2 separate regions of the Arachis hypogaea genome follow, and region 2 is linked to region 1. A link is a contact called in public Hi-C data. All regions are on one chromosome and are shown on one strand. The core of a region is the stretch at or near the end of the contact, and the rest is flanking DNA. Distances in the headings are between cores, read along the strand shown.

What was found. A called contact is a pair of places that touch in the nucleus more often than the background predicts.
Region 2: a contact with region 1 is called in a Hi-C map of leaf, with 2.4 times the contacts expected there. The contact joins the enhancer-like site here to the promoter of LOC112754868 in region 1. A contact is called at or near these places in 2 of 8 Hi-C or Micro-C datasets (both in leaf).

Annotation. Positions count from the first base shown.
Region 1 is chr16:125,033,718-125,038,947 of arahy.Tifrunner.gnm2.J5K5, forward strand. It overlaps LOC112754868 (glutamyl-tRNA reductase-binding protein, chloroplastic), which reads right to left and starts at 2,358. Exons shown (of 12, transcript XR_011874488.1): 1 at 2,055-2,358; 2 at 1,641-1,706; 3 at 1,402-1,488; 4 at 443-541; 5 at 63-158.
Region 2 is chr16:125,093,952-125,099,177 of arahy.Tifrunner.gnm2.J5K5, forward strand. LOC112754869 (adenylyl-sulfate kinase 3) reads right to left here. Exons shown (of 7, transcript XM_072221111.1): 4 at 4,853-4,969; 5 at 4,694-4,777; 6 at 4,045-4,091; 7 at 3,632-3,934. The coding sequence ends at 3,836. Among protein-coding and RNA genes, the nearest start is that of LOC112754869, 5.8 kb to the right of the region's middle. Within about 2 kb of position 2,435, at least 1 of the 3 cell types and tissues checked has open chromatin away from gene starts, as enhancers often do.

The DNA of each region.
Region 1 (5,230 bases), core at 1,108-3,607:
CCAAACCACAATAGTAAAAGCAAATGAAAATATTGAGAAATGAACAGAAGATATTAACTTACAGAGACAGCATCACCGTGTAAAGTGACAACTAGATCAGTCCTATCTTCAGGATCTCTAGGCACCAGCAGTGAACATTTAGGATTTGCAGCCAAGTCCTGTAAAATATAGAAAACATGACTCTTTAGCTATGGAAGTAAGCCTTTGATTCGGTAAGAGCTGGAGTTGGGGTGTTTGTTTTGATTTATAGTTGTCAATATGATCATGGGCTTGTTGCGCACATGCTAAATAAGATTGAAAATTGAATTCATAGCCTTGTACAAGCCAAGTTTGAAACAATGTGCTAGATGGTTATATAGATAACTCATTTTTGAAAACCTCAACTTACATATGGATTCGTAATCCATCAGAAAACTTTTGGGGAAATGAAAAGAAAAGGAACCTTCGTATGAACTGCCAAGTCGCTCACTGCTAGTATCGGATATCCATTTGCATCACATGCAAAGTCCACCATCGACCCAGATGGATAACCCTCAAACTTCTGCATGTTAATGATTAGATAAGTAGTGGATATTTGAGTTGTCAGCGAACAAATGATAAAACAAAATTCTATGTCATACTGTAATGAGTAAAAATAGGCCCAATAGCGCAATTAGAAATTTCTCATTAGGAGTAGAATTTACTATAAATTGAGTAGTAGTGATAGAATCAAGGAAGGAAGTATTGAGTGAATTGTATCTTTCTTTCTTTGGAATTCCATCAATGGAATTATTCTCTCCCTGTATCTCTCTACCCTAATTGATTCTTCTCTAATTTCTCTCTAATTGATTAATTCTTCCCTTTTCTAATTTCTTCCCCTTACACATACATATGAATGTAAAAGTCAGTCAAATTAAGTTTCACTGCTATGCCAAACATGGACTCTCATTATCAATCAGTTTATCAGTGTGATTCAGGTGGGGCAAGTTGTTTGCAGTACCTTCAAGTTTTCAGAATCAGAAGAACCTGAATATGTGGGCATGAACAGAATACGAAAACTAAACATCCAAAGAGGGAAGAATCTCTCTCCATGTCTCTCTTATTTAATCACAATTTCATTTTCTGTAAAGCTGTTTTGGCATTTCATCTAGATAAAGATATCTCTTTGACAAAGTAGATTAATTTTGACACAATTGCGGTTATGAGTTTTACACTATTATTCAATCACTTAGAACTATATGTGAAACCTTTGAAATAAGGAAAGCACAATTACGGTTATGAGTTTTACACTATTATTCAATCTCTCTGACAGATTCATGTGTTGATTCATGATCTGAGATCAACTACTATATTCAAACTTCTTAGCACATAGAAAAGGCACAATCAATTATCCAAGTTCATGGTAAAGGAAAGCACAGAAACCTTTGAGTAGGTAGATAGCATCCCGCGCACGCTGCGATCAAGGAAAGTTCGAATTTCTTCTACCGGTGGAAGCCTAGCAGCTTTTTCCTACCAACAACAACAACATCATCATTATACATTTGATTTTCAACTAATCCTGCTGAGTTCTGATATCTACAAAACCATATTATTGATCAAACAATGTTGTAACTACTTTGAGATTCATTCATTACTAACATATAATTAATTTGACATAATACCTGATGCGCCTGAATTAACTGAAAAACATCATCTTTGTTGATGTTAACACCGCCAGGGGACGCAGTCTGATTCAGAAATCAGCGTTAGCACGCAGTAAAAAAAATATATAAAAGAAAAAAAAATCACAAACACACACACAGAGTCGAGCTAAGATAATCGTAAGTTCATAACAATAACATTAGGTTGATTAGAACAACAAAACTTTCAGCCATCAATCAATTCATAATTGTAGCGATCAGATACAACCCAAAAAACAGTTGATAGCCAGAATTATATTAATAAAACAAAAACAAAAATAATTAAACTTTGGAATAATATTATGCAAAGTTTGACTTTTTAAGCTTGCAAGCTAATTATTTTGCAATTGGGTCAAAGAAAATGCATGAAAAGGGAGAAAAAGAGAGTGGGATTACCGGAGCGGTGGATTGGGGTGAAGCGGCCATGGAAACAGAAAGAGTAGGAGTGAGAGTGGGAAAGGTGAGGGAGTTTGGTGAAGAAGAGTTGCGTTGGGGTGTGAGAGGGGAAAGAGGGACGAGAGAAGAGGGTTTATTAATATAAATGCCATTTGGCCGAGAAAATGGGGAAATTTTCATCAATGGCGTCACCATAGTCTTCATCTTTTGTTTTGGTTTTGCTGTCCCAACCGACCAACCAACCAACCAGTAACCTCACTTTCCTTTCTTTCTTCTTTCTAGTGTTTTAGTTGCTTCTCCCGATGCTTTTATTTTGAGAAGGATTTATTTATGACGTGCCCGTTATTTTTTTTTTACTTTTTTGGTGATTGAAAATTTAAAATAATTAAGCAGACAAAAAATAAAGTCTTAAGAGATTAAAAAAGCATAGAGCGATTTTTTTAAATATTTATCTTTAATTTTTTTAAAGCACGGAAAGTTTTACATGCTGCGAATATGATCTCAATGTTATCATGGTGTTTACTATTGTGTTTACATCTTAGAGGATCAAGCAAAAATCAACGCGCCACTTCCAAGTTATGATATCTTTGACTTTAAGTACCAAAAGATATACACACTCGGCATTATCATGAGAATTGTTAACAAGAATGAAAGCTTTCAGGCAATCCGTTTCATAAATTACATCTCTTTGCCCCAAGATTCAGGCTAGAAAAAATTCTCTTCAAATAGCAAACATCTCTCCTTAAAGAATATTGCAACTCTCTATTGTTCCCAAACAGCCTCGTTGCCAATTTTTGTTTTAGTCTCTGTTAACATAGGAAAAACCAATCCGATCCCCAGAACTAAAGTAACTAGCATCACAATTGATCTTAAAAATACCCATCGAAGGAGGAACCCAAGAGCAACTAATCATAGAAGGAATAGAAACTCGTTATGGGACAAGAACCAGTTCTTCAAATCTAGAGGATGACTGAAAATCTCTAGATTCTGTCAAACAAACTGAGCTTTCGAGCAATCCCGAATACAGTGGAAAACTGTTTTCTGGCAAGTCAAGAAACTAGGGTAGCTATTTGTATATGAAAGTCCTCTCCAAAGACGAAAAAACAGCGGTGGAGAGTGCCTCTCGCAGACAAAGTCAAGCCAAGAATTTGATCTTTTACGGAACAATTTGACGCCAAAGTCAAAGCCAATTCCCTCTCTTCTCCCATCCAAACATCTTCTTGTAGAGCTATAAGTACCCATTACGGGCATTATAAACCTTAGCCGCCCCACTGGACCAAGCCCAACTGACCACTGAACCTGCTTGCATATCCGGGTTGTAGGAGAGAATACTTTCATGCAAAACCTAGTGAAGAGGAGAATAGACCTTCTCAAGGTGCCACTCCCCAACCGACCATAGATCTAAAATCTGGATATCTGAATCAGAAATGTGAATATAATCCATCTCATTACATAACTACCCCTCTTTCCTCCATTTAGAAAATAAAAAATTTTGGTCCAAATTCCCAATGCACCAATCAAATCAATCCTTCAAAATATCCCAAATTTTACACAGACTCCTCCAAATATAAGATATGTTATCCGTAGAATGTCTGAAAGCGTCACCCAGAGAAAAACGGTATTTAGCTGCCAACAGTTGAAACCAAAGCTTGCAGAGATGATGAAAGAGTTGCCAAACTAGCTTCCCAAAAAGAGCAACATTAGCACAAAGCAGATCCTGTATTCCCAGACCACCAAACTTCTTTGGAGTGACCAACACCTTTCAACTAACAAAATTTAGCCTCCAACTATTAGCTTGACCTTTCTAGAGAAAATTTCTCATCATAGATGCTATAGAATTTGTTATCTCTTTGGGAAAGAGATAGACTTGCATGTGGTAAGTAAGAATAGTCGCCACAACCGAATTGATCAAACAGAACATTTTCGCTCTGTTGAGTAAATGCCCTTTCCAGCTGACTAGCCATCTTCGGATCTTATCCAAAACCTCATTAAAAGATGTTCAGGTCACCCGAGAATGACTAAGAGTAATCTCAAGGTATTTGCCCAAATTTTGGATGAAACAAATGGAGGACACCCCCAGTAAAGATTTCTTTTCTAATCACTGAAATATTATGGGAACACAACACTTTAGACTTCTCCACATTAATCTTCGTCCCATAAGCTTTACAGAAACTCTCCAATGCTGCCATTATATTTTGAACTTGTTTTTTTCTCGCTTTACAGAAGAGAAGCAAATCATCAGCGAACATTAAATGGGAAATTCTCGGACCCCCTCTAGAAATAACAAGCAGCTTCCACCTCCCCATAACAACTTGATGGTTGATCAAGCAGGACAGTCTCTCCATACACAACACGAAAAGATATGGTGACATAAGATCTCCTTGTCTAAGGCCCCATCTAGGAGTAAAACTGTCCAATCTATCGCCATTCCAAAGAATAGACAAAGAGGATGAAGTGACATATCTCATAATCAGGTTGACTGTAGGAATAGAAAAACTGAATTTCATGAGGGTTTGCTTTAGAAACCTCCAATCAACTTTTTCATATACTTTTCTCTAAATTAATCTTAAACGCTAGAGTTCCTTTCTTCGACTTAATCCTTTTCATGAAATGAAAAACCTCTTGCGCTATAATAATGTTGTCTGGTGCTCCCCTTCCAGGAATAAACCTCCCTTGGAGAGGGCCAACAATATCTGTGAGATGAAGGTGGAGTCTGTTGATCAGAACTTTAGTGATGACCTTGTAGACCACATTACAGAGACTAATAGGTCTAAAGTCCTTCATTGATACTAGTGAATCCACCTTAGGAATTAGAACCAGAAGAGTCTCCATCATCCTTGAATCAATAGTACCCCTAGAAAAAGCTTCCCTAACCATATTCCAAACATCCGCACCAATAATCTCCCAGTATTTCTTGAAGAAGTAAGCTTAGAAACCATCCGGACCCGGTGCTTTAAAGGAATTCATGCTAAAAACAACTGACTTAACTTCCTCCATAGTAACAGGCACAGTAAGATTACAGCAAGCTTCCTCGTTTAGAGAAGGAAGTGGGACTTCATCCAGACACCCCAAATTAACATCCTCTAACTGACAGAATAAGCTCTTGAAAAAAGATTCAGCTACCCGGCTAAAAGCCTCTGGATCCGTTTCCCACACGCTATCCATGAGAAAGATAC
Region 2 (5,226 bases), core at 1,185-3,684, 60 kb after region 1:
ACCCCCGGAGGAGAAGCGCACTTTACATGATTTTTAGAGAGAAAATTAGGGGTTGGCTAGGGTTTTGTTTTCCTTTGTGACAAAATGTCAAGGAGTTTTTGGGTATTTGAAAAGATAGGATAGAGATATGTACGATTAGAATATCTAACTCAAATAGAAGAATATTCGTTTTTTAAACAGAATATTCCGTTATCTTAAACGTTATTCTCACGGTAAGGACTTAATTGAAAAAAAATTAACGTATAGGGACTCAATTAAAAAGAAAAAAAGTATAGGGACCTAATTGAAAATTTCGCGAAACTATAGGGACTAACAGAATAATTAAACCATTTAAAATCTTGTAGACGCAAGTGCGTCCATTCTTATCGGGCTTGAGGAAGTATCACCATCTTTTGATGATTATACCTTTCTTCAAGGTCTTTCCACAGATCTGCAGGATCTTTTAATGTGAGATATTCATTTTTCAATCCTTCGTCAAAATGATGACGAAGGAAAATCATGGCCTTAACTTTATCCTTCTTGGATACATTATTTTCAGCCTTAATGGTATCTCCAAGATCCATTGAATCAAGATGGATTTCAACATCTAGTATTCATGATAAATAGTTGTTTCCAGATATATCAAGAGTATTAAATTCAAGATGAGATAGTTTCAACATAATAAAAATTTGTTACCTGAGTCTTCCTAAAATTTGATCAGAATCTCGTGCTGATAACGTGTTGTAAAATAAATAAAAGATATACTAAATATAAAATAAAGATGTGTAAATAAAAGACTCTAGTATTAATATAATTAGCTCAATAACAATAATTCATAAATGTATTTACTTATATATATATATATTAGAGAGAAGTATTTAATAAAATTGCAACGTAAAGAAAGAGAAAGAATTGATTTTTTTATTGCCAATGAGTAATAGCTCAAATGACATAGTCTCCCCATACTCAATTAAGAGGTTGCGGGTTCGAGTCTCCTATATTTGGTAAAAAAAAAAAAGAATTGATTTTTTATTGCTGTTTATTACTTCATATTTGGTTCTCTATTTATATGTATATATATGGGCATCATTTTCAAACTTCATTAAAATTCAGTTTGGCTTGAAAAAATCAGCCGCACATATAATCAATGATCATCCATATGAGCTCTTATCACAACAAATCATACTAATTATACATGAAAAAATTAATTATTAAATTAATTAATCATAAAATATATATTAAAAATAAATTAAATATCACCTATATTTATATATAAATATAAAAAAAATAAGTTTTAAAATTTTTTAATTATTTAATAAAATATATTTTTTTACATTTATATTCCATAAATAATTTTAGTTGTGTATAATATTTTAATATAAAATACATATTAAATTAAAATATGCATAATCCAATCCAAATTTAAAGTATATTTTGTTGAATTTAATTTGACCATTAAATTATATATAAAATAATAAGAAAAACATGTTGACCGCCACGAAAAAAGGTGGAGATTTATTGATGCAAGAGAATTCTGGGGAAATGAATCTCCGTGAGCTATTTATCAAATTAACTACAGTTTGAAAAGACTTTCCAGTTCCAAATTTGTTAGCAACTAACCCATTATCATCATCATTATCAAATTAGCAAAATTCTTTAGGGTATATAAAAACTGTATCTAATTTGATTAAAAATAATAAAAAAAAAGATAGAATCTACATTTTTACTTTTGAATTTTAAAATTTAAGCACCATAAAAAATACTATCAAATTAAGGGCGTAGTTAAACCAAAAGGCACACACGAAACCCAGAAAAACATAACAACAGTAATGAGTAATAACAGCAACAATAATAATAATAATACACATCATGTACAAGAACCATCATTCAATTCAATTATTTCATAAATCCAAGCGTACAGTACATAAATACATACGGATACAGATACGGTACGGATGTAGGGTATATCAATCGGAGTGCGGAGTATGGTAGCCAAGGTAGGTGGAGAGGGAAAGAGCCAAACGGCGAAAGGGTTGGAGAGGAAGGCAGAAGAGAAGGTCCAAAACGACGTCGCTTGTGAGCCTCTCAGGGTTGCACGCTATGTACTGGCAAATATTCGCTGACACGTGTGCCACGCTCATCACCACCCCGCTGTTCAACACCATCCTTCCCTTCCTTTCCTTTCCCTTCCAATCTGATCTTCTTTCTTTAAATACGTCGTCGTTTTCCGCCTTTACTGCTTCCTCTTGTACTTGAATCTCAATGATGTGTGTTTCTTGACTTCTTCTGGTTCTTTCGTAACACAATAGTGAAAAAGAATAACGAAATTCGGTGTTTCTAATCTAATTAGAGAAAGAAGCTACCCAACATTAACAAAAGTCAATAACACACGCACTATTTTCAGAGGATTCATTGGGTGAGGCTTTGTGAAAACGGCCCAAATTTTGGTTGCTTTTGGTTTTGGTCTTGGACTCAGCTTTATGAATTGGACGCCATCAGATCAATATCAAACACATCCAATTACCTATACTCTCTTTAATTAAGTAATAATTTACTTCTTAATCTCTGTTCTATTTAAGTGAGACTGAAAGGAAATATACAAAAAAAAAAATACAAAAAAAAAAATAATATTTGTACATTAAAATTAGCCGTGAAAATCAACCACTATATGTATTTTTATTATGTATTTTATATTTCTGACATGTATTTTATATTAGTGGTTGTTTTAGTATATATTTTTCATAGTTGTATAAAAAAATTTTAAATATTATTTATATACTAAAATCAGTCATCGTATATTTATATAAACATATATGTACAACTTAACTCTTTTCTAATATGTATTTTGTATTTCAATGTGTATTTTATCTTAATTAGTAATTTTAGTATTTTTCTTTTTTACTGGAGATACGGAGACTCAAACTTGAGATTTCTTAGGTGAGTATGAGGAGATTATGCCATTTGAGCTATAGCTCATTGGCTAGTAATTTTAGTATATATCTAACATGGTTGACGTGATAAAATGTTTATATCTATTAATTTTATTTAAAATAAAAATTGAAAGAAACTATTTCTTTTTAAAAATAATAATCTTATACTCAAAGAATTACATTGTTTGAAATTCTAAAAGGTCATTACATTCTTAAAGAATTTCTCACATGTTCAAACAATGTAATTCTTAAAGATTTATTACATTCTTTTTAAAAATTATTAAGAACTAATTTGGGACAATTTTTTATTCAGATATTCAATTATTTATTACTTTATTAAAAATAATTTTTTTATTAATTGTTTGAATTAATAAAAGGGAATACATTAATTGTATCACTATTGCTTTGTTCCCTGGCCCTCCACACTAACATTCCCTTTTATTTCCATATTTCGTAGACGGAATACATTTGTTTTCCGATGCTTTTCTTAAGAACTCTCTGAAAAAATTTATAAAAGTATTTTTTTCATTTCATGGTAAAAGCACAAAAATCATATAAATGTTTTGAAAGTATTACTTATTTAGAGTTCCATTGAAGTAAAGTATATTATTTTGTACTGCGTGATAATCAAATTCTGATGATTAGACAACATGAAATGAATCTTTTATTCTGAATGCTTGGGGAGATAAATATAATCATATCATTCCTACGAGAATCACAAATTTATCTTTTATCCAATCAAAAAATTACGTATAGTTGATGAAATTTACATCATCACTGATCCTCTTGTCAATGTCCCCAATTCCCAACCCCTACCTTCTAGTATTTTAACTTAAGTTAGAATTAAAAGTAGATACAATCTAATTAAGCAAAATTCATATTACAGATTTGATCAACAAATAGACATAACTGTGTTGCTTATATCCCTAACTTCTTAGAAATCCTTTGTTCTCCAAGTAAGAAACTACTTGTCCAGCCATTGCAGTGGGCGTTGGACAAACTCCATTTTCCTGCTTAATTTCTATCTGGATGAAAACCACAGAATCATGATAATGAATACATAACATGTAGGCAGCACATTAGACACTGAAAAAGGTATGTACAGAAACATGTTAGCAGCTTCACGATCAAGTACCTCACAATTTAGGGGCGGTTCATAAGGATCGTCGATGCCGGTAAAACCTGCACAATTCCATAATTAATTCTAGGCTACATGGTAGAATTAAATAAGTCCTTCTACGCAATGTTTTTGCAAAATGCAACAAAGCTATTCAAGCTAAGACTAACTTAAAATAGTTACAGTGTATTGCAATTCCTGAACTATGAACATTGAACAATAAATATTTAGTAGGACTAGGACTTCAAATTTTTAATCACATCAGCAAGGTAAAATAACTATGCATTATTGCAAAACTCATCTGACTGATGTTGGTCAATTTAAACTGAAGCCAAGTTCCATTGAATGGTTTATGAAAACCAGCCCTTGGCCATATTGTTGATATTTTCACTATTCCGGAAATGGGCAAATCATAATATGAAAATTTTCCATGTTCAGATGAAAGCACTCTAAGGGATAAACTCTATATGTCATGATCAATGGCATCCGGGTTTAGCCATGTACAAGACCAATCACACGCTTAAATGCATTATGTTGGATATTGCATATTCGAATTCAAGTTTTCAGCTGTAGAGAATGCAGAACAAACATATTTGGGTTTCCTTCATTTTCTTTCTCTGTTACAAAGGGGTGGGAGTTAGCAATTGCAAGTAAAATAAAAGCACACCTTTGATCTTTCCTGAACGAGCAAGCTTATAGAGGCCTTTTGGGTCTCGTGCCTCACACAAATGTAAAGGCATGTTCATGAAAACCTGTAATTATTATTCAACTATCAAACATCATCTGAGAAACTTAACTAACTAAAAAAATGCCAAATGGAACCTTTCCTCAATAAAGTTGGCATCGGGCAACATGGCACGGCAAGCGTCCCGGTCTCTTCTATAAGGAGATATCAAACTGGCAACACATATTAGACCAGCATCGGCAAAGAGCTTTGCCACTTCTCCTGGATTAAATGATTTTCCTGTCAGTGAAACCATGCTGGAAAAACATATAATGCATTGGAATTTGAATACTTTTAGAACTAGAACTGGAAAAGAGGGAATTGAGAAAAATAAATGTGTTATTGACCTGGCAAGCAAATGCAAGAACATATCTTTTTCGGCTGCCGAAGGGAAAACCCTAAAAGAGAGGTGAAGATTGGAGAAAATATCCTATGAAAAGTTAAGAGTTTTGACTATCTTGGGTGCATCATATAGG